6 separate regions of the Mus musculus genome follow, and all the other regions are linked to region 2. Evidence: chromatin contacts called from public HiChIP or PLAC-seq, Micro-C and promoter capture Hi-C data. All regions are on one chromosome and are shown on one strand. The core of a region is the stretch at or near the end of the contact, and the rest is flanking DNA. Distances in the headings are between cores, read along the strand shown.

Region 1 (2,969 bases), core at 410-2,909, 460 kb before region 2:
GACATCCAGCAAAAATAAGTGTGTTTTATGAGTTGAAAGTAAAGGTTTATCCAAGAACAATCCAGGGAACAAAATGTACCAGGTCGAAGGTCCTCTGCCTTATCTCCTGGAGTGTCTCTCAGTTTCCCAACTCGTTGTTTACCATGTCTCATTCTTTTGACCAAGTTCCGACAGGGGGCAGCTTAGAACCTTGTGAGGGGGCAATACTACCTGAGAAGAGGATCCAAAGGGCAAGAGAAACCAAAGGCCTAAGAGATAGAGGATCAATGGGAAGGGACACCTGTGAGCCAGGGCAAGGAAGAGGAAGGAGATTGATGCTATCTCCAAGTAGCAGGATTAATGTCCCTTTCAGAGCCTCATCTTGTCCTTGTTGTGGTCTTAGGAACTAGATAAAGTGGTACAGAAATGAGTGTAGAGATGGTTTGTAGTAGGTTAAAATGCCAAGGTGGGTGAACAAGGGGGCTACAATCACATTAGGGAAGGAGATTGTACAACAGTGACAGCTTCAGTTCCCCAAGAAGAGCAGGGACTCCCATAGAACAATCAATCAGCCATTCAGAGCATCATCGTGGGCATCTTTGGCCTGCTATAAACTCCAAATTATTTCTTGGTAGAAGACGCCCATTCTACTAAGCATACTAAAATTGTGACGACTCTAATTGACTCAGTTCAGTAATCATTAACTGGAAATGAGAGATCCCTGGAATTCGTGCCTGTAGAGAGGACAGTGAACATTTGCCGAGCTTTTGCTGGGTGCTGATCTAGGTGCTTTATGGATGATCATCTTTCAAATGCTCATGGAAGACAGTATAGGACTACATCACATTACAAGTGGAACAAATGAGCAACTATAAAGACCACAAAGAATTTGCCTAAGTATTAAGCAGAGGACTTGTTTACCTACACTGCAAAAAACTTGAACAACAACAACAACAAAAACAAACTAGTCACTTGTTGGGGTGAGGGTGCTGGGGGGAAGAAGCAGGTGGAGTTTGAGGCCAGCCTGGTCTACAGAGTGAGTTCTAGGGCAACCATGGCCACACAGAGAAACCCTGTCCCAATTACATACAAACAATCAAAACAAAAAACCCAAACAAACAACTGTTGTGTTTATAAAAAGATAGAGAGACAAGGCATATGTTTTGGTTTCAAGCTTCCCTAGCCTTGAGCAAGCTAAACAGACCTTGAGTGGGATGAATTAGCAAAAGAGAAGGAAAATGCATATAAGTTATTTCAGAGCTCTCCTAGGGACAGGAGGAAATTGAGAGACATCCTACTTCCTCTCTGGCTCCTACTGGAGATATCCTTCATTCAGGTTATGCCGCAGACCCTCTGGGTCCCTCTGTCTGCATTGAACAGGTTTCTGGGTGCAGATGGGCAAGGAGTCGGCGGGTGACAGACAGACCAACACGCGAGATTGTGTAGAATCTGAATGTATTGTCACAAAGTGAACACCAGTCTTATATAGTACAGAAAATAAAAGGGGTAGGAAGTCACAGCAGGCAAAGTACATTGAAGTCGCCTGACACAAAACAAAGGAATGACTTCAAAGGATTTACAGGAACCAGGTAAATGTTTACAGTAAAGAAAAAGCAGTCCTACCTAGAGTCAGCTTAATGACAGGTAAGGATTTCACACTCTAGTGTTATTCCTTTGAGCCTTGTGAAAGCTAGCACCAGGGGGTTTTGCTAATGCAATACCACACCCCCCTATTTCCTAGGCCTTAGTAAATTCTTATATGAGTGTAACTTTTAAGTATCTGAAGAATCTCCATTTGTCAGAAGAATTCACCAACTTGCTTCTAATATGCAATATAGCCTGTACTGAAGATTTCTATCTCAGTGGGATTCCCAGGCTCTATTATGGTATTCCCTTGTTTGGGTGAGATTTGCTACTGTCCTTAGTAAATACTTTGCAGACCATCTCTGAGCTGCTGGCTCCGTCTTTTGTAATGCTTAATTAGTTACTGAATAGGTAACTTCCTTACTGCATTCTTAGAGGATTCCAAGCTCCTTGGCTTCTGGAACCTTGGAACACTGGTGGGAGACTTAACTATATCAGAATTTAATCTTAAAAAGCACTTATAATAAAATAATACTAAAAGAGAGCACGTGGATCCATTCACAGGACTAACATGGGAATAGGGTATGAGTATATGGGTTAATGAGAATGCCAAAACTCCAGGAGATGAGTTTCCGTGAAACTCTTTGCCTCCTGAGTGGCTTCTAGGCTTTTCAGCCGGTCAAGCAGACTTCATTGGAGGGTGTGGCAAGGTTATATCTAGGTCCCTTTGGGACATCAAGTTCTCTTCCCTCTCTGTCAATTGTCTGTCATTGGTGCACCAATCTGTTCATGTGCATCAATTTATGTCTGTTATGTCTGTTTTTGTTTCATTTTTGAGTGATTGTTGTTCTGTGTTTCATGTTTAAAAGAAAAATGGGTAAAATTTTATCTGCTGGATGTCTACCCCTTGATTTTGTTTAACAACTTTTTTTTTTTTTTTTTTTTTTTTTTTTGGTTTTTTGGTTTTTTTGAGACAGAGTTTCTCTGTATAGCCCTGGCTGTCCTGGAACTCACTTTGTAGACCAGGCTGGCCTCGAACTCAGAAATCCACCTGCCTCTGCCTCCTGAGTGATGAGATTTCAGGCATGCGCTGTAAGACCCCCTTTCGGGGACCCCCACTCTAGTCTCGGGAGTGTGAGAGCACCCAAAGAAACACGAGGACCCACTCGCTGTAATTACATGAGGACGTTTAATTACGGAGCTCCGGACCGGCATGAATCCCACACAGGAGATAACAGATGCCGGCCACGAGGCTCGAAAGCCAGGGGCTTTTATGGGGTACGGGGCTTAGGGGTGTGGAATTCAGCATAGCGACACACTATTGGCTTATTCAAACATTAACAGAAAGAACACAGTGCATCAGGACTTTGTTCCTGTGGGCTGGGGGCTTATCTTTGTTCACATAG
Region 2 (3,073 bases), core at 142-2,641:
TATGGTGGAGGAAACACAGGATGACTCGTTGGATAAAGGCATTTACTGCAATGACTGAAGATGACCTGCGTTCTATCCCTGGAAACCATACACTAGAAGAGAGAACCCCTCCTGAAACTTGTCCTCTGACCTCCACTTAACACATTGTGGCATGTGCCCTCTTCTCAAATGTAGTTAAAATTTTAATGAATGTGAGAATCTTCCCGACAGTGCTGGAAATCCCAGTGGGGTTGAGATGGAAAAACTGCTGCAGCCTGACCCAGAGCTCAGAGGTCCCTTAAGTCCCCTTGGCCCCAGGAGAACTTACATTGCTGGATCAGAGGTCCCATCCTTTACACAGTTTAGGTGGCCCAGGGGTATAAACCACAGCATCCCTAGAGGCAGCTTGGCGAAGGGAACTAGCAGGAAGGCGTGGACACCCACATCAATACCACTCAAATGAAAGAGATTTCCCCATGTGACTGGTCATGATGGGACTGGAAATGTACAGATGGCATCAAAGTTGAGTCTGTTCTATCAGCGGGCGCCGCACTGTGGGTGTTGCTACCTCCTTGTGACCTTTAGGTCAGCCTTGTCAAAGTACTCTTTGTTTTCAAACACTGTTTTTACCCACTACAAGACCCCAGCTTATCCATCCAGGCTCACTGAGGGACCTCTGGACCTGCTGCCATCATTCAGTCCTGCGAGCAGTCAGCCATGGGCCACGTGTGCTGGTCCCAATGGCACAAGTCTGTCTTCCACCAACCCTGCCTCTCCTGAGTTACGAAAAAGACTGTGGGAATTATATGTGCAATTTCCCATTCTTTAGACAAGCTGGACATGACATCACCCATGCCAAGAATGATATTTCTGCCTGCTAAGGCATTCGTGGCCTCCATAGCCTGGCTGACAGCAAAGGAGACAGTCTGGTAGGGAGGGGTTATAGGATAAATTAAGTGCTGCCTTCTCAGGGCAGATCAGATTCAAGTGGCCTAGAGGTCACCACGGTCTACATTAGGATGCTCTGAGGTGAGAGTTTAGGATCGCGTATCTACTTAACAAGCATGTAACTAGTGCTGCCGATTCCTACTAGAGGAAACCAGCGTGTCATTAGATCTACGGTTCTACGATAGCGTGACAGCGAGCTGGAGCGTCCCAAGGCCCAATCACAAGGAGCCTTTAGTGCCCTTGTCAGACGGTGTTGGCTTCCTGCGATCCAGCTCCCAACAGGATCCCACGGCTAAGAACCGAAGGGACGCCCCGGCGAGAGCTACCAACATTTTTCCCGCTTTCGGAGTAGCCCGCACGACAAATACACCGCTTCTAGCAAACTACTCGCCGAATCCCTGGAGTGTGGCGTGTCCCTTGCACGACCCCGTAGCCACACCACGCCCTCTCCTCGTTCCCAGGAAGTGCGCGGAAGGAGCGGAAGTACACACCACCGGGGGATTGTGGGAACCGCGGTTCCGGGATGGTGGGCGGCGGCGGTAGCGGCGGCGGGCTCTTAGAGAACGCTAACCCCCTCATCTATGAGCGTTCCGGGGAGCGGCCAGTGACGGCGGGCGAGGAAGATGAGGAAGTGCCGGACAGCATCGACGCCCGGGAGATCTTCGATATCCGTCGCTGCAGGGCGCTGGCGGGACGGTGGGGGCTTGGGGTGTCGGCAAGAAGTGATGCGCAGCCCGCTGGTGGAGGGGTGTCCCGGTTAGGCGTTGCCTGCGGAGATTTTGAGTGGGCCAAAACTTAGAGTCCCTTTTCCTTCACTTGGCACATCTTATCCGCTCCATTAATGACCCGGAGCATCCACTGACACTGGAGGAATTGAACGTAGTAGAGCAAGTTCGGATTCAGGTGAGTAGTTTACTCGAGTAATCAAAAAGGTACCGTTGTACCTCAGAGGCTGGTGTTCTCCGTTCACAAGCCCCCAAGAGGATCTGTGGGAGGTGTGTTAATGTTTATGGAGCCGATAAAAAGTTGGGTGACTTGCCCAAATCGATAAACTAAAGAGTGTCTTTGGGCTAGGGGCCGCCGTGCGATCACTGCGATCTGATCTCCCTTGTCATCGCAGGTTAGCGACCCAGAGAGCACAGTAGCAGTGGCCTTCACACCCACCATCCCACACTGCAGCATGGCCACGCTTATTGGCCTCTCCATCAAAGTCAAGCTGCTGCGATCCCTTCCCCAGCGGTTCAAGGTCAGTTGGAGTCAAGCCCCCGAGGGTGAAACAAACTACTGGGGCGGGCGAGGGGACATCGGGCGGAGATCGGAAGGATCCGAACTCGCAGAGTTGAACCCCCAAGTTGATGTGACAAGAATATTGGGGGGAAAAAACTCCAGAAAATAGGAGTGTGGTGGAAAGGGCAGCTGGGAGCTGTGAATGGGCGTGATCGATCGAGGCACTGGAAGGCTTTTAAAGTCAATAGTCGCTGACTAGGTCCTAGGGTAAAAGTGGATTGACTGACTGCAGGTGGGTTTGGGGTGGCTTGGAAGAGCCAGAATCAAGAGGGGTGACTGGGAGTTCAGATGGTTGGGAGGTAGTGTCCAAAAGAAAAGGACAGGCGGGTAAATGCTCGGGCCCACATTGTCTTTCCTGCAGATGGATGTACACATTACACCCGGGACCCACGCCTCCGAGCATGCAGGTTAGTGTGGACTGCTGGGCCCCAAACTAGGTGAGGCTTCCCCTTTGCCACAGTCATCTGTGGGGGCAAGATTAGGACCAGGGGACTAAGTGAATAAAATGGCCATACTACAGCTTAGACCAAAGCTGGCCTGACTGAAATCTCCTGCTTCCCATGACCCACCCTCCTGTGGTCCTCAAGTACACAGGGACATTGGGTCGGGCTTCAGGAAACACTGGAGGGAGGCAGACATAAGCAGTCCCTGGTGGTGACGGGCATTCCAAATGATGAAGCTAGTTATGGGTACAGGTGATGCATATAGCCTGATCCAGGCTTGGAGTCCTGAGACTATCAGAAAAGAACTTTATTGGTAGAAATATAATGTATACTGAGGCTAGCAACCTGGCCCAAGTTTGCTTTAATCCTGTTTTTCCACCCTTCTTTTCCTACCCAGTGAACAAACAACTTGCAGA
Region 3 (3,217 bases), core at 481-2,980, 510 kb before region 2:
GGCCAGTCATTCCGTTGTCCTTTTATCTGCCTCTGTTTTTTTCCCTCATTTCCCACCCTTTAATTTGCTCTTGCTCTATGAAGTACCCTAGGCAGTCTCATTGCCACCATGTGTCTTCATTAATCCATCTCCATTGCCAGTCAGTTTCCCAGAGGCATGGATTCCTTTTGACACAGTTAATGGCACTGGCACACAGAAAGAGGTGCCCCAACTCTTTAAGTGATCCTCTCTTCCCCAACAGTCCGGACCCGCCCGGCTTGAGAGAGATCACTTGCGGAAAGAGCAAGGCAGGCACTCACTCCTTCCCTGACTGAGGCCAATCTGAGAGGAGTGTGGGCATAGAAAAGACCACTGCGGCCAGGCCTCAGCCCCTCCTGCCCAGGCCCTTGTAGAACCTATAGGGAAAGAGAAGTGCTGCCCAGCATTCTCTCCAGCTAACCCACCTTTCCTCCTGAATCCTTTCCCACTCTTTCTTTGAGGACTTTCAGCTCCTACCATTGTATGTCCTAGGCATTGGCTCCATCATTATAGGGCTCCAGTGTGTCCAACAGCAGTTGCAAAGGTCATGTTAGAAGGACCCTGATGTGTTTGGCGCTCCATACCAGCCGCCACTGCTCCTTTTCCCAGCTCCTCTTTACCTGGTGCTTCCTTGCATCTCAGGGCTTTTTACTAGGTTAGGGTCTAAGCTAAAACTCCTGGAACCTGCAGACCCCTGGAGGCAAAGTCTGATCCCAAATTCCAATATATATAATTTAATATATGCTTTAAAATACATATGAATATATTCAAATATATATTTATACAATATACAATGTATAAAATATATATTTTAAGATAATATATTAATACTTTACATATGTTATATAATATAATGTATATAAATACATACAAATATATTTAATTTTTATTTTTTAAAGATTTAATTTATTTATTATATGTAAGTGCACTGTAGCTGTCTTCAGACACACCAGAAGAGGGCATCAGATCTCATTACAGACGGTTGTGAGCCACTATGTGGCTGCTGGGATTTGAACTCAGGACCTTCGGGACAGCAGTCAGTGCTCTTAACTGCTGGGCCATTCTTTAGCCCTATTATATATATGTGATATATATATATATATACACCACACACACACAAATGTATATATACGTATACGTATATATATTCAGGGCAAAGGACCTAGGGAAGGAAGTCTATACATTCATTTAGTAGTGTTGAAGACCTTGATTGAGCTCCTTTCTGCCTTCTTTACTGCAGGAAGAGCAAGAACAAGAACGTACTGTGGGTTTTCAAAGCCTGGTTCTGCCATGGTCACCATCAGGGAACTGATTTGCACACTGCTAACCCAGACCCAGAGAAATGATGAGGGTCCTGAAAAAGCTAGAATACACCAGGTGTCTCAGTGGCAATTCTAGGACTGTGGTTGTATGGTCCCAGTGTTCTAGCTGCTGCAGGATGAATTGATGACTGGCTCCAAGGCACAAGAGGTGGGAGGCTAAGGAGTCCTCCCAGTGGCGTCCAACCCTCTTGCTCTGCCACCAGTCAGCCGCTGTTAAGTTCCAGGCCCAGGCGCCCTGGAGTCCGCTCTGGCTCTGGACAGTAGCCAGCGACCGGATCCATCACTGCAGTTGGCATGAGGCCAGATGGCTGGTCCCTCGGAGCTCCCAGGCAGCTGGCACTGTCGGTGTGCCGTGAAGGCTAAGATCCGCTCCTGATTGCCGGAGCCTGATGCGAGAGGAGGAGTCAGTTGCGGTGCTGCGGGGCCAGCGGTCAGCGGGACTGGTGGAACACTAATTGGTCCTTTCCCAGCCTGCTTGGCTGTTAATTGCTCCTTTGAGTGTAAAGGTGTCGGAGAAAAAGGGGGCGCTGCCTCCAGAGCCGGAAGCCAGAAGCCAGGCTCCAGCCCCAAGTTGGGCTTTGGAAATGCCTTCGAGCGGAGGCGGTGGCTTGTATCTGTAAAGGGTTCACCACCCCTCCGGGGTTGGCCAGCAAAGGTAAAGAGACAAGAGAACGTAGGCAGAGTGTGCGGTGTGGGAAGGGGCTGGTGGAAGACTGCACCTTCTTGGAGGGATGAGGAGAGTAAGGAGCCAGCTATCCACCTGGCTCCCTTCCAGGTTGCCCATTGGTATTCTATGCTGGAACCCCAGGGGAGGTCGAAGGTCCTAGAGTTTCCCGGAGCCTTTATTATTCTGTCAGCCACAGCCAGGTTGGAGTCTGAGCTCTTATTTATGCGCTCAGCGGTACTTCCTCTAATTTGGAGGATAAACACCCTTCTTTAGGCCTAGGTGAACAGGCCTACAGAGGAATATTGAAAGAGAAAATAAAGTTGCGAGTAGAGACTCAGGTGTGCAATCCCGCACCTTGGAGGCCGGATTGTTAAGAGTTCAAGGCCAGACCCAGCGCTCTCATATTGGATTACAATATGAGACCCTATGTGAAGAACAGGATAAATAATAGGTGCTGGAGAGGTGGCTCAATGCTTAAGGGCACGTTTTTTCTCTTGCAGAGGACGCAGGTTTAATCCCCAGCACCCACATGGTGGCTGCAAACATCTGTAATTGCAGTTTCAGTGATCCGATGCCCTCTTCTGAAGTCACACATGCTGCATACACATGCAGGCAAACACTCATATACATAAAAATTTAAATACATAAACCTTTAAAAAATAGAATAAATTAAAAAAAAATTAAAGCTCAGAGAAGGCAGGCAGGCTTCATTCAAGGTCACAGAAATAAATATAGGACTTTTGCAATGGGATTTTACAGCGGGAGAAGGGAGAAATTAGGCTCAAATTCCAATATAACATAGGTTAAGTGGAAATTTATAGTTAACAGCAGTGTGGTGAGCGGGTGAAAAAATATTAACAAGAAGTATTAGAGGTTCTGGCTAAAGGTATCTAACAATTCTTCAAAACAATGTACATTTATTTTGTGTGTGTGTGAGTGTCTTGCCTGCATGTGTCTGTGCGCTCCTTGGTTCTTGCAGAGGCCAGAAGAGGGCGTGCTGAAGGAACTGGAAGCAGAGATGGGTGTGCTGGAAATCAACCTTAGGGTCTTCTGGCTTGGCAGCCAGTGCTTTTAAATGCTGAATCATCTCTTCAGCCCGATTATCTAAAAAGTTTGGCTGAGGACAGGTCCAGGTGCTCAGACATCTCCTGGAGGATGTGTAGGATGAGGGGCCTCCATTAGTTATGAGCTATTGAGTCGGGGGTGGGGG
Region 4 (2,885 bases), core at 125-2,624, 350 kb after region 2:
TTGTCCTGGCTCACAAGGCTTATATAAACTGAGCCTAAATCCTTAACAAATGGAAGGAGGCAAGAGGAGCCAATCAAATGTTCGAAGAATGGGAAAAGTAAGGGAATGGGACTTCAAGGGATCAAGTTTATCAATGTGGGCAGAAGTTAATCAAGAAGAGAAAACAGTTTGAGGCAGGGCTGATGTCTCAGGGGTACTTGCCACTAAGCATGACGGCCTGAGTTCAAGCCCTGAGATCAAAACGATGGAAGGAGAAAGTCAACTCCTTCCTGTTGTCTCTAACCTTCACACATGATGTGTTATGCACAGGACTACACACATACATACATTCACACATACACAAAATGCAGACAAACAGAGACAGACACATATGAAAGAAGAATGAAGAAAAAGATAGAAACTTACTTAAAAAAAAAAAGAGTTTAAGTCCCTGAAGTTCATTTTATAGTTGGTGACTATTTGTCAACCCCACTGGATTGTGCCAAGCTCGAGTTGGGTTCTTGGAACAGAGCCCTTTCCCCTGAGAAACTCACACAGGGACTAGAACAAGACTTCCTAGGAAACTGTCATCAAGTAGCCCAGAAGGAAACATTTATGGCTGGAATAGCTAGTCAAGTTCAGGCCAGTGTAGGCAGCAAAACCCACTGCCTCCGGTTTCTTGGAAAGAGAAACCTGGCCTACTGCAGCCTGGAGGGACCCAGGGCCTTTGCAACTCCTGCCCTCGTGGGATAGGAATAGGAATGAGAGATGGAGCTGAGCTTGTAAAGTCATCTGGCCTTTCCTTCCCACCCGCGTTGTGTCTGACAGATCCTGTGCCTCTCGGCAGCAGTCCTGTGTGTCATCGATGCATTGCTGTTTACTGAGAAGAGGAGGAACAAAGCGAAAAGTTCCCTGGCGAGGGAAACTAAGCTCTCTGCCACCCAACTGAGGCAGAAGCAGCACTGACGTCACCCAGCCCTCCGCTGGGTGACACAAGATCATATCTACATGTATAATCACTCCCACCAGGCCATCACGGAGCTCCCATGCCCACGTACGTGAGTGTGACCTTAAAGGCACGGCTTCTATGCTGGCAGCACTTCTGCTTTCTCCCGTGGCCTTCTGTAAAAGTCGCGCGTTCCATTGCCTCTTGCTCCACAAGCTGCCCCTGGAGGTTGGGAGGAAAAGGACCCCAGGGAGTGGGAGCAAAGGCCAGCCACAAACCTGGGACTCCTTTTTGAGGGCGGCCTGGCTAGGACCGGTGGGGCTCAGTGAATGCTGGTGCATGGAGGGTGGGACTGTCTGGTTCCTGTTGCATGGAGGAGATCCTGCTGGTCCACTAGATGAGGTGGGCTCGCGCCAATCAAGAGCAAGCGTTAGAATTCTGCAGTTCCAGTGGTCAGTTGAGAGCCACCCTTGAACAGGTCAGGAGACACCAGGCTCTCTCTCGAGCTGGGCCTGTTCAGCGACTGCAGACAAGGCTGGGCGGTAGGAAGCTGAGAACTACCTGCTAACAACCATGGCAGCACCGATAAAGTTTCCATTTCGGCCCAGAGGAGGTCAGCCCAGAGAGGACACGACCCCAAAAAGGGGGCTTCGACGCTATCTATTGGAATTGAAAGAGAGCAATAAAGAGTTCTGGCTGTCAGGACACGCCGTGTTCAAGCTTCTGTCTTTGGTATACTGGAGTGGAGTCGATATGTTGTTGGGATTGGAGAGGTCCTCAGAAGTAGGGGAGAGTGCTTGCAGCAGCTCAGGTGTATCTATTTTTCCACCCAGGGCTGCATGATCTCTGCACTAGACTACTTTGAAACAATGCTCCCACATCCGGTCCTGATCCTGCTCATCTGTATGGAAGCGGCAATCTGCATATTCTTCATCTTCCTTAACACCTTAGCCATCAACAGATACATTCCCTTCGTCTTCTGGCCTATGGCGGTAAGTAAAGACTGTGGGGGAGGGGGGTAATGTGGGTCACATTCTAACAACTGGAAAAAAGACAACCTCACCTCCTCTACCGGTGCTCAGGGCTGGGAAGCTGGGTTGGAGAGGAAAAGCCAGGCAGGAGATGCTCCCAAACATGTAACTGTGCTAGGTCAAAGAAAGAAGACGCAAAGGCTTTGCTGTCCTCGGAAATAGGGAAGGTGAGCCGGGTGTGGTGGCCCACGCCTTTAATCCCAGCACTCGGGAGGCAGAGGCAGGCAGATTTCTGATTTTGATGCCAGCCTGGTCTACAAAGTGAGTTCCAGGGCAGCCAGGGCTATACAGAGAAACCCTGTCTCAAAAAAAAAAAAAAAAAAAAAAAAAACAAACCAATAAATAAATAGATAGATAGATAGATAGATAGATAGATAGATAGATAGAAATAGGGAAGGCATAACAACCAACCATTTCTGATAATGCTGGCATATGTCCTATTGCAATATCAATCTAGGATTCAAAAAAAGAAAAAAGAAAACCAGACTCTGCATAAACCAGTACAGTAAAATGAAGCAAATATCAATCATGTGGGAGAAAAAAGTGTCAGGTCTCTGAATATAAAGAATTCGTCAGAAGCATAGCTTACAGTATTAGTTAGGGTTTTACTGCTGTGAACAGACACCATCACCAAGGCAAGTCTTATAAAAAAACAACCTTTAATTGGGGCTGGCTTACAGGTTCAGTCCATTATCATCAAGGTGGGAGCATGGCAGTATCCAGGCAGGCATGGCGCAGGCAGTTCTACGTTTTCAGTCAAAGGCTGCTAGTGGAAGACTGACTTCCAGGCAACTAGGGTGAGGATCTTATGCCCACACCCACAGTGACACACCCATTCCACCAGGTCACACCTATTCCAACAAGGCTACACCTCCAGATGGTGCCACTCCCTGGTCCAAGGATATACAAACCATCACACTTACCTAAAA
Region 5 (2,884 bases), core at 348-2,847, 320 kb before region 2:
AGAAAACAATCTAAGATCCCCATATTAGAGTGTTGAACTTACACAGCTACTAGAGGATTGATTCAGTGGACAATGCTGCCCTAAAGGGTAGTGAGTAGTCCTTCATCACATGTGCAGACTCTCAAGGAACTTCTCTTGTCTGCAGTGTCTCTACAGGGAATTAATTACATATACTTGTTCCCTGGCCAATGACACTTGGCCATATAGGTTGTCACAGTGACTGTGAGGGTAGAGTTATCAAGTATCCGTCATTGCTGCACACCTCAGTGATCTGGAGTATATTCTCCTGATTTCAGAGGCAATGCTGTCTAATAGGTCACATTAACTCATACCTGGAGATCCCTCCCATTGTGGCAGAGAACACTGGGCATAATCTGAATCCTTGAACAATTTTATCTTAGCTCATCTCAATCTTGCCTGATGCTAACTTTCTCTGAGTGCCAAGCTCTGACCCAGAAGCCTGGCACAGTTGTTCTCATCAGGCTTAGCACATCATCAGAAAAATGCACGGGGCACTCATCCACAAAGAGAGAAAACTGCTCTGTAGCTGAAACGAATGAGACACTTCAGCATGGCCCAGAGCTCAGAGCACAGTCTCCCCCAGTACCTGAAACCCTCTGGGTCCAGAACTTACATGGCTGGCTGTGAGGTTCCATCTCTCACACCACTCCATGGCTCAGGGGCCTCAGGAGGTGCAAAGCGCAGTGGTCCTACAGGAGGCTTGGCAAAGGGGATTCCCAGGAAGGTGTGGACACCAGCTTTAGTGTCCTTCACGTGAATGAGCCTGCCTTGGACCTGGCCAGAGTGTGTGCTTCTGATGGGGCTGGTCTCTGGTGAGTCGTGACCTGGTAGAGAGAGAGATGCTTCAGGGTTAGTTTTCTGTAATCAGTTGCCACAAGGTTGTGGGAGTTCCTATCTCACTGTTATCAGGGCACAGGCAAAGGGAACCCATAACCGCCTCCCTAGTTCAGTTGTAGGGTGTGAGTGTGGAAACTCCTTTATCCCTCAGACCTTGGATCCTTTCCTATTCCTATTTTGAAGGGCTCTACAGCGTTTCTGTAGGCCAAAGAACCATTTGGCTATACGAATTATTATTATTATTATTATTATTATTATTATTAAAAGGTAAGTTGTAGCTATATACCAAGAAAAGAAAATGACTTCTCATTTTCATTTGAATTGTCTAGCATTTTCTCTAGAGCTCCTTACAGTGAACTGTCTCCTCAGTATGGAGTGATCTTAGATGTCTCTGACTCTGTATGCTAGTGGGCTCATAAAATCTGAGGGTTTTGGTCAGTGAATCGGGAGGCACAGGTTTCCCACACTTTTAGCTGTCATTTCCAAACCCTTCCCCCTGCCCTGTGCCTTCCCTCCCACAAGCTCAGCTCTGACATGCAGAAGTTGGCAGCTCTGACTCCAGTCATTCCCCATGCCAGTTTAGTGAGCCTCACCCTGCACATGGCCGAGGAGAAGCAGGAGTCCAAAGAACACAGCATCCAGCCAGCTATGCATTTGGTTCCGTGGCATGGCCGGCTCTCAGGCTCTGAGTCTGTGCTGCTAGGAGGACCACGTTTCACAAACAGGAAGCAGAATATGTGAGCCTTGCCCAGGCAGGAATTTGAGCCAAAAAGATAAAGGTGGAGCAAGTTCTCATTGTAGAAGAACTGTTTAGTCAGAAGTAACTGGAGCCAATGGCCTGGAGGCAGGGCAAAGTCGCTGTATTTATCAGGATTTTCCAGAGTAGCAGGGCTTATAGAATGAATCTCTCTACATAAATATATAGAAACTGGATTTATTAGAACAACTTACAGGCAATGGCGCTAGTAATTGAACCGTGTCTAGCTATGAATAGAAAGAATCCAGCAGTTGCTCAATCCACAAGGTTGGATGTCTCATCTGGTCTTCAGTCGATGCTGAAATCCTGGAGAAGTAGGCTCTAATGCCAGTTAAGGACTGGACTTGCTAGCAAGGTGGGAGCAAGCAGGCAAAGATCCAAATATTCTATCTAGTTTCCCCTCTGAAAATCCCCTATCCTCTCCCCCCTCCTTCTGCTTCTGCTTCCTGGCCCAGGCATTCCCCTATACTGGGGCATAGAACCTTTACAGGACCAAGAGCCTCTCCTCCCATTGATGACCAACTAGGCCATCCTCTGCTACATATGCAGCTAGAGCCATGATTCCCTCTTTGATTGGTGGTTTAGTCCCAGGGACCTCTGGGGTTACTGGTTAGTTCATATTGTTGTTCCTCCTAGGGACAGGCATGTGCTTCCTTACCTCAAATGTTCAGACTAAAAGTAAATTTGTCTACTTCAAACCAAGCAAACAACCTCTCACTGGTGTACTCTCCATTTCCAGATTCTAGATGTAGTCAAGTTGATAGCAAGAATAGCCATCAGGGTTGCCTCTGCTGTTTCTGTTCCCTCTTTGGCCTCCCAGAAAGGCATATCATGGATTCTAGAGATCATCTGGGATACCAGAAATGCTGTCCCCTCACCTGGGCAGGAAGCGCTAACAGGAGCTCTAACAGTGAGAAGGTCATAGTCAAGATGTCACAGGAGAATCAGGCAAATGCGGGAGCTCTGAGTGTGACATTCATTTTCAAGACTCCCCTGACCTTTGAAAACTCAGTTTTCTGAGTCTGCTTCCAGGGTCCCTGGTCCCTATGATGATATTAGGGTATACATGGACCCTCCTTGTTAGGTTACATTCCTTTCATCATAACACACTGCAATTCTGGAGCATTTCAAGTCCGCAGCCCCTGTTCATTATGATGTGTCTCCTCTGCTGGCCAAGATCAACTTCACAGTTATTTATTAACTTAATCGATATTTTTAATGTTTGCATTTATTTATGTATTGTGCTCATGTATATATTATGAAGGTTCT
Region 6 (2,874 bases), core at 365-2,864, 300 kb after region 2:
GCACTCCCCTGCCCCAACCTCCTCCCTCCCCCACTCCTGTTTTCTCACTCCCCAGTTCTTGGTGGCTGCTTCTTCCTCCAGCTTTCTATCCAGGTCAGACTCCCTACTTGCATGAGACCAAGGGGGAGGAATGACTGGGGGAGGCTCCCCTATACCCTATGAGCTTACTACCCTTCATATTTTCTTAGGCCTGTCTTTCTGGCACCCAGCTAGGGCAAGGACATCTTGTGACTTCTGGTTGGCACTCACTCCTTTTCCATGAAGGGGTACTGGGCAGGTAGGACTGAAGCCAGTGGCCAGTAGATTCAAAGACCCGCCCCACGCCTCCCAGAGGCTTCCAGAGATCTGAAACGGCCAGAAAATGGGCTCTAGGTCCGCTTGGCACCTCATTTAGGAACAAAGTATTAGGTTCTACCGGAGACCTCAGGGTTGATGCTCCTTAGTAGGTCCTGGGGTACAACGGAGAGGTCCTGGGGCAGAACCCCCCTTTTGCCCTCAAGGATATCCTCAAGGTCACTGGATGAGTCACCTGCCAAGTTTCCTAGCAGTTAAAGACACTGTCTCTCCTATCCCCAACTCGAAGTGGGAGCAGGTCGGATATTAAGTTGCTAGGTATCTGAGCAACAAGTGGCTGTCACTATGGTCTGTTTCCTCCTTCCACCGTCCCTCCTCCCACCCCTCTCCCCATCTCCATAGGCTCCATGCCAGTTCCCGCCCCACACGTGATGATGAGTGTTGGGAGGACAAAGGAGACCTTCCTATCCGGGTGGGGACAAGCAGGGAGGAGGAAGGAGTACAGCGCGGGAGGGGGGAAGGAGGGCATGAAGTCACCCCGCAGGCTCGCCACCCTGAAACAGTGGTCCGCCTGTGTCTTCACTACGTGGCCCCTGCCTCACCCACTCCCCGGGGGCACATCCCACTCCGTAGGATCTTCACCACACAGGCGGCTAGGTCTCAGCCTAGGAGGTGGGAGGGTGTGCAGGGCGGGCGAGGCCAGAAGAAGCTTAGCGAGCGCAGCAGTCCCGGGGACTCAGAGAGGGCGGAGGCGCTCGAGGTCACACAGCAGCCGAGCTGCGGCTCCAGCGGGGACCAGGACCCCAAACCCTTGACTTCTGGTCCCTTTCGAGGGCCTCGCAGACTGGAGAATCCGGGAAGAACACGGCTCGGGCCTGATTCTGACTCGAGCTCCGCTACAGAGAAGTCGTAGCAAGCTTGGGGGCGGTGGTCCAAATTCTCCTGGGCTGGAGGTGCAAGGCCCCAGGCTGGGGCGCGGGTACCGGGCTTCACGCACCCGGGGAGCACACGCACTCACCGACTCGGCCAGCAGGAGGCGGCCTTTGAGAGAGCAGAGGAAGGCGCGCGCGGGCAACAGGGCTCGGAGTCCCGGCACTGTCCTGCCACTTCGGGGGCCATGCGCGGACTCTGGATCGGGCTCTGGCTCTGCGTCCGGGGGCCACATAGCGGCGCTATCTGGTCGAGCCTGGGCCTCACTGCCTCACCCACCGCCCTGGAGGGAAGCGGAAACCCGCTGTGCGGAAGAAGAAAAAGTGGAGTTAGACTAGGCCGGGGACTCATCCTCCGCTGTCCCGCCCACCTCCCCCATCCCCACCCACAACTGCCCCTCGAACCCTGCCCCGCCCATCCTCCCTCCGACCATTCTCTACGCAGCCCCCGTGTTCCGTGGACGCTGCCTTACCCATCCGTCCTGTGGATCCTCCCATCTCCTCCTCCCCCACTCCCCCTCTGCCTACGTCCTGCCCATATCCTGCTCCATCCTTCCAACCACTCCTCATTGCCCCTCAGATGTAGTCCAGTCTGTCTCTCTCTGTCTTCTCTATTTCCACTTACTTCCTCTGCCTCTTCACTAGCCTTAGGATCCTTCCCTGCACCTTGTCCTTTCATTCTCAGTTCCCCCTCGATCCTGTCCCGCCCACCAACCCCGGCGCACCCCACAGTCCCTCCGACCCTGCTCTTCTCACTTCCCCACCCATGAATCTTTGCACTACACTGCCCCTCCGACTATCCTTGGCCCTCTATCCTCCGGTCACTTCTCATTCTTCACCCCCTCTACTGCCCCCCCCCACCTCCTTTACCTGCCCCACCTATCTTCTGCCCCATTCTCGCACCCCTTCCCATGCAGCCTTCTAGCACCTACCTCCCCACCTCCCGCACTCACTATTTCTGCTACGTCCCGGGGTGACACAGATTCTGTACCCAGATCCTCCCAGTCCCCTCGCACTCCAGCTCTCTGTTTGCTCTGTGTGGCTGGCCTGGAGTCTTCTTTTGTCGTTTGACTCCTTACCCCCCCCCCCCCCCCCCCCGTCCTGACTGACACAGACCCACTTATCTGCCCTGAGCGCCCCCTAAAGCGACCACCTGTCCTTGCTCAGCGGTTCTGCTCTTTAAGCTCGAAGTAACTTACTGCCTAGACAACTCCAGGACAGGGACACTGCCCCCATACCCCACCCCCATCTCCGCTAAGTCCTCTCCAGGCTTGGCTCTAACCAGGCGAGATCAGTTCTTTCAGAGTGCTTTCCCCTTCTTGGCTCCTCTCAGAGTTTTCCTACTACTTCCCAGGCCACCCTCCCGCTAGTTCTTGGCTTGCCCATCTTCCTCTATTTTACAGGCCACGCTCCTGTCAGGCCTCAGCCAGCCCATCCTCCTTCCTGGCCTCTTTCGTTAGCTGCCCAAGGCTTGGGTTCGTTCTGTGCTGGACTAACCAGAGATCTGGAATTATCCTTGTTCTCCCCCACGGCTAGCCCATCATGGATGCTCTCTTAATACCACTAAGTCTGCACTCCTGCCCCATTAACTATCGTGAGGCTCTTTAAGAGACTAATGCTTTCTTCCTTGTCACCCGGATGCGCTAAGATC

Evidence for each region. Promoter capture Hi-C pulls out the DNA fragments that hold promoters and counts their contacts. A called contact is a pair of places that touch in the nucleus more often than the background predicts. HiChIP or PLAC-seq counts read pairs in DNA pulled down with a chosen protein or histone mark.
Region 1: a contact with region 2 is called in a promoter capture Hi-C map of embryonic stem cells. The contact joins the enhancer-like site here to the promoter of 1700082M22Rik in region 2. A contact is called at or near these places in 11 of 39 promoter capture datasets (the 3T3-L1 cell line, 3T3-L1-derived adipocytes, the C10 cell line and 6 more), 1 of 15 datasets of contacts at CTCF or cohesin (pro-B cells), 3 of 484 Hi-C or Micro-C datasets (cerebral cortex, cochlea and embryonic stem cells) and 8 of 115 datasets of contacts at active chromatin or transcription factors (astrocytes, bone marrow-derived macrophages, differentiating embryonic stem cells and 3 more).
Region 3: an H3K4me3 HiChIP or PLAC-seq map of stem cell-derived neural progenitor cells shows a contact between it and region 2, with 27 read pairs. The contact joins the enhancer-like site here to the promoter of 1700082M22Rik in region 2. A contact is called at or near these places in 12 of 39 promoter capture datasets (the 3T3-L1 cell line, 3T3-L1-derived adipocytes, the C10 cell line and 7 more), 1 of 15 datasets of contacts at CTCF or cohesin (stem cell-derived epiblast-like cells), 19 of 115 datasets of contacts at active chromatin or transcription factors (the NIH/3T3 cell line, T-cell acute lymphoblastic leukemia, bone marrow-derived macrophages and 11 more) and 4 of 9 other capture datasets (adipose tissue, embryonic stem cells, liver and 1 more).
Region 4: a promoter capture Hi-C map of hippocampal neurons shows a contact between it and region 2, with 3 times the contacts expected there. The contact joins the promoter of Cmtm2a here to the promoter of 1700082M22Rik in region 2. A contact is called at or near these places in 1 of 39 promoter capture datasets (hippocampal neurons) and 1 of 9 other capture datasets (adipose tissue).
Region 5: an H3K4me3 HiChIP or PLAC-seq map of embryonic stem cells shows a contact between it and region 2, with 22 read pairs. The contact joins the promoter of Ces2g here to the promoter of 1700082M22Rik in region 2. A contact is called at or near these places in 1 of 484 Hi-C or Micro-C datasets (the G1E-ER4 cell line), 9 of 115 datasets of contacts at active chromatin or transcription factors (bone marrow-derived macrophages, embryonic stem cells, intestinal villus epithelium and 1 more) and 1 of 9 other capture datasets (embryonic stem cells).
Region 6: a contact with region 2 is called in a Micro-C map of embryonic stem cells, with 2.4 times the contacts expected there. The contact joins the promoter of Cmtm3 here to the promoter of 1700082M22Rik in region 2. A contact is called at or near these places in 13 of 39 promoter capture datasets (the 3T3-L1 cell line, 3T3-L1-derived adipocytes, the C10 cell line and 6 more), 1 of 15 datasets of contacts at CTCF or cohesin (the NIH/3T3 cell line), 16 of 484 Hi-C or Micro-C datasets (CD4 T cells, CD8 T cells, the N1E-115 cell line and 9 more), 5 of 115 datasets of contacts at active chromatin or transcription factors (the 230-238 cell line, bone marrow-derived dendritic cells, large pre-B cells and 1 more) and 3 of 9 other capture datasets (adipose tissue, liver and pancreatic islet).

Annotation. Positions count from the first base shown.
Region 1 is chr8:105,101,576-105,104,544 of GRCm38.p6, reverse strand. No RefSeq gene overlaps it. Among named protein-coding and RNA genes, the nearest start is that of Ces3b, 19 kb to the right of the region's middle. Within about 2 kb of position 1,659, at least 7 of the 459 cell types and tissues checked have an H3K27ac peak or open chromatin away from gene starts, as enhancers often do. A contact at or near this core is called in embryonic stem cells, where this site is marked.
Region 2 is chr8:104,640,068-104,643,140 of GRCm38.p6, reverse strand. It overlaps 1700082M22Rik (a long non-coding RNA gene), which reads right to left and starts at 1,391. Exons shown (of 3, transcript XR_003947594.1): 1 at 1,258-1,391. Ciao2b (cytosolic iron-sulfur assembly component 2B) reads left to right here and starts at 1,413. Exons shown (of 5, transcript NM_026753.2): 1 at 1,413-1,592; 2 at 1,751-1,830; 3 at 2,048-2,173; 4 at 2,576-2,621; 5 at 3,055-3,073. The coding sequence starts at 1,451.
Region 3 is chr8:105,151,629-105,154,845 of GRCm38.p6, reverse strand. No RefSeq gene overlaps it. Among named protein-coding and RNA genes, the nearest start is that of Cbfb, 17 kb to the left of the region's middle. Within about 2 kb of position 1,730, at least 112 of the 459 cell types and tissues checked have an H3K27ac peak or open chromatin away from gene starts, as enhancers often do. A contact at or near this core is called in differentiating embryonic stem cells, embryonic basal ganglia, embryonic limb bud and 4 more, where this site is marked.
Region 4 is chr8:104,291,670-104,294,554 of GRCm38.p6, reverse strand. It overlaps Cmtm2a (CKLF-like MARVEL transmembrane domain containing 2A), which reads left to right and starts at 1,374. Exons shown (of 5, transcript NM_027022.4): 1 at 1,374-1,657; 2 at 1,759-1,917. The coding sequence starts at 1,499. Cmtm1 (CKLF-like MARVEL transmembrane domain containing 1) reads left to right here. Exons shown (of 4, transcript NM_181990.2): 4 at 808-1,013. The coding sequence ends at 945.
Region 5 is chr8:104,960,431-104,963,314 of GRCm38.p6, reverse strand. It overlaps Ces2g (carboxylesterase 2G), which reads right to left and starts at 1,597. Exons shown (of 12, transcript NM_197999.2): 1 at 1,452-1,597; 2 at 635-845. The coding sequence starts at 1,527. It also overlaps a transcript of Ces2f not described here.
Region 6 is chr8:104,339,334-104,342,207 of GRCm38.p6, reverse strand. Cmtm3 (CKLF-like MARVEL transmembrane domain containing 3) reads right to left here and starts at 1,614. Exons shown (of 5, transcript NM_024217.3): 1 at 1,313-1,614. The coding sequence starts at 1,459.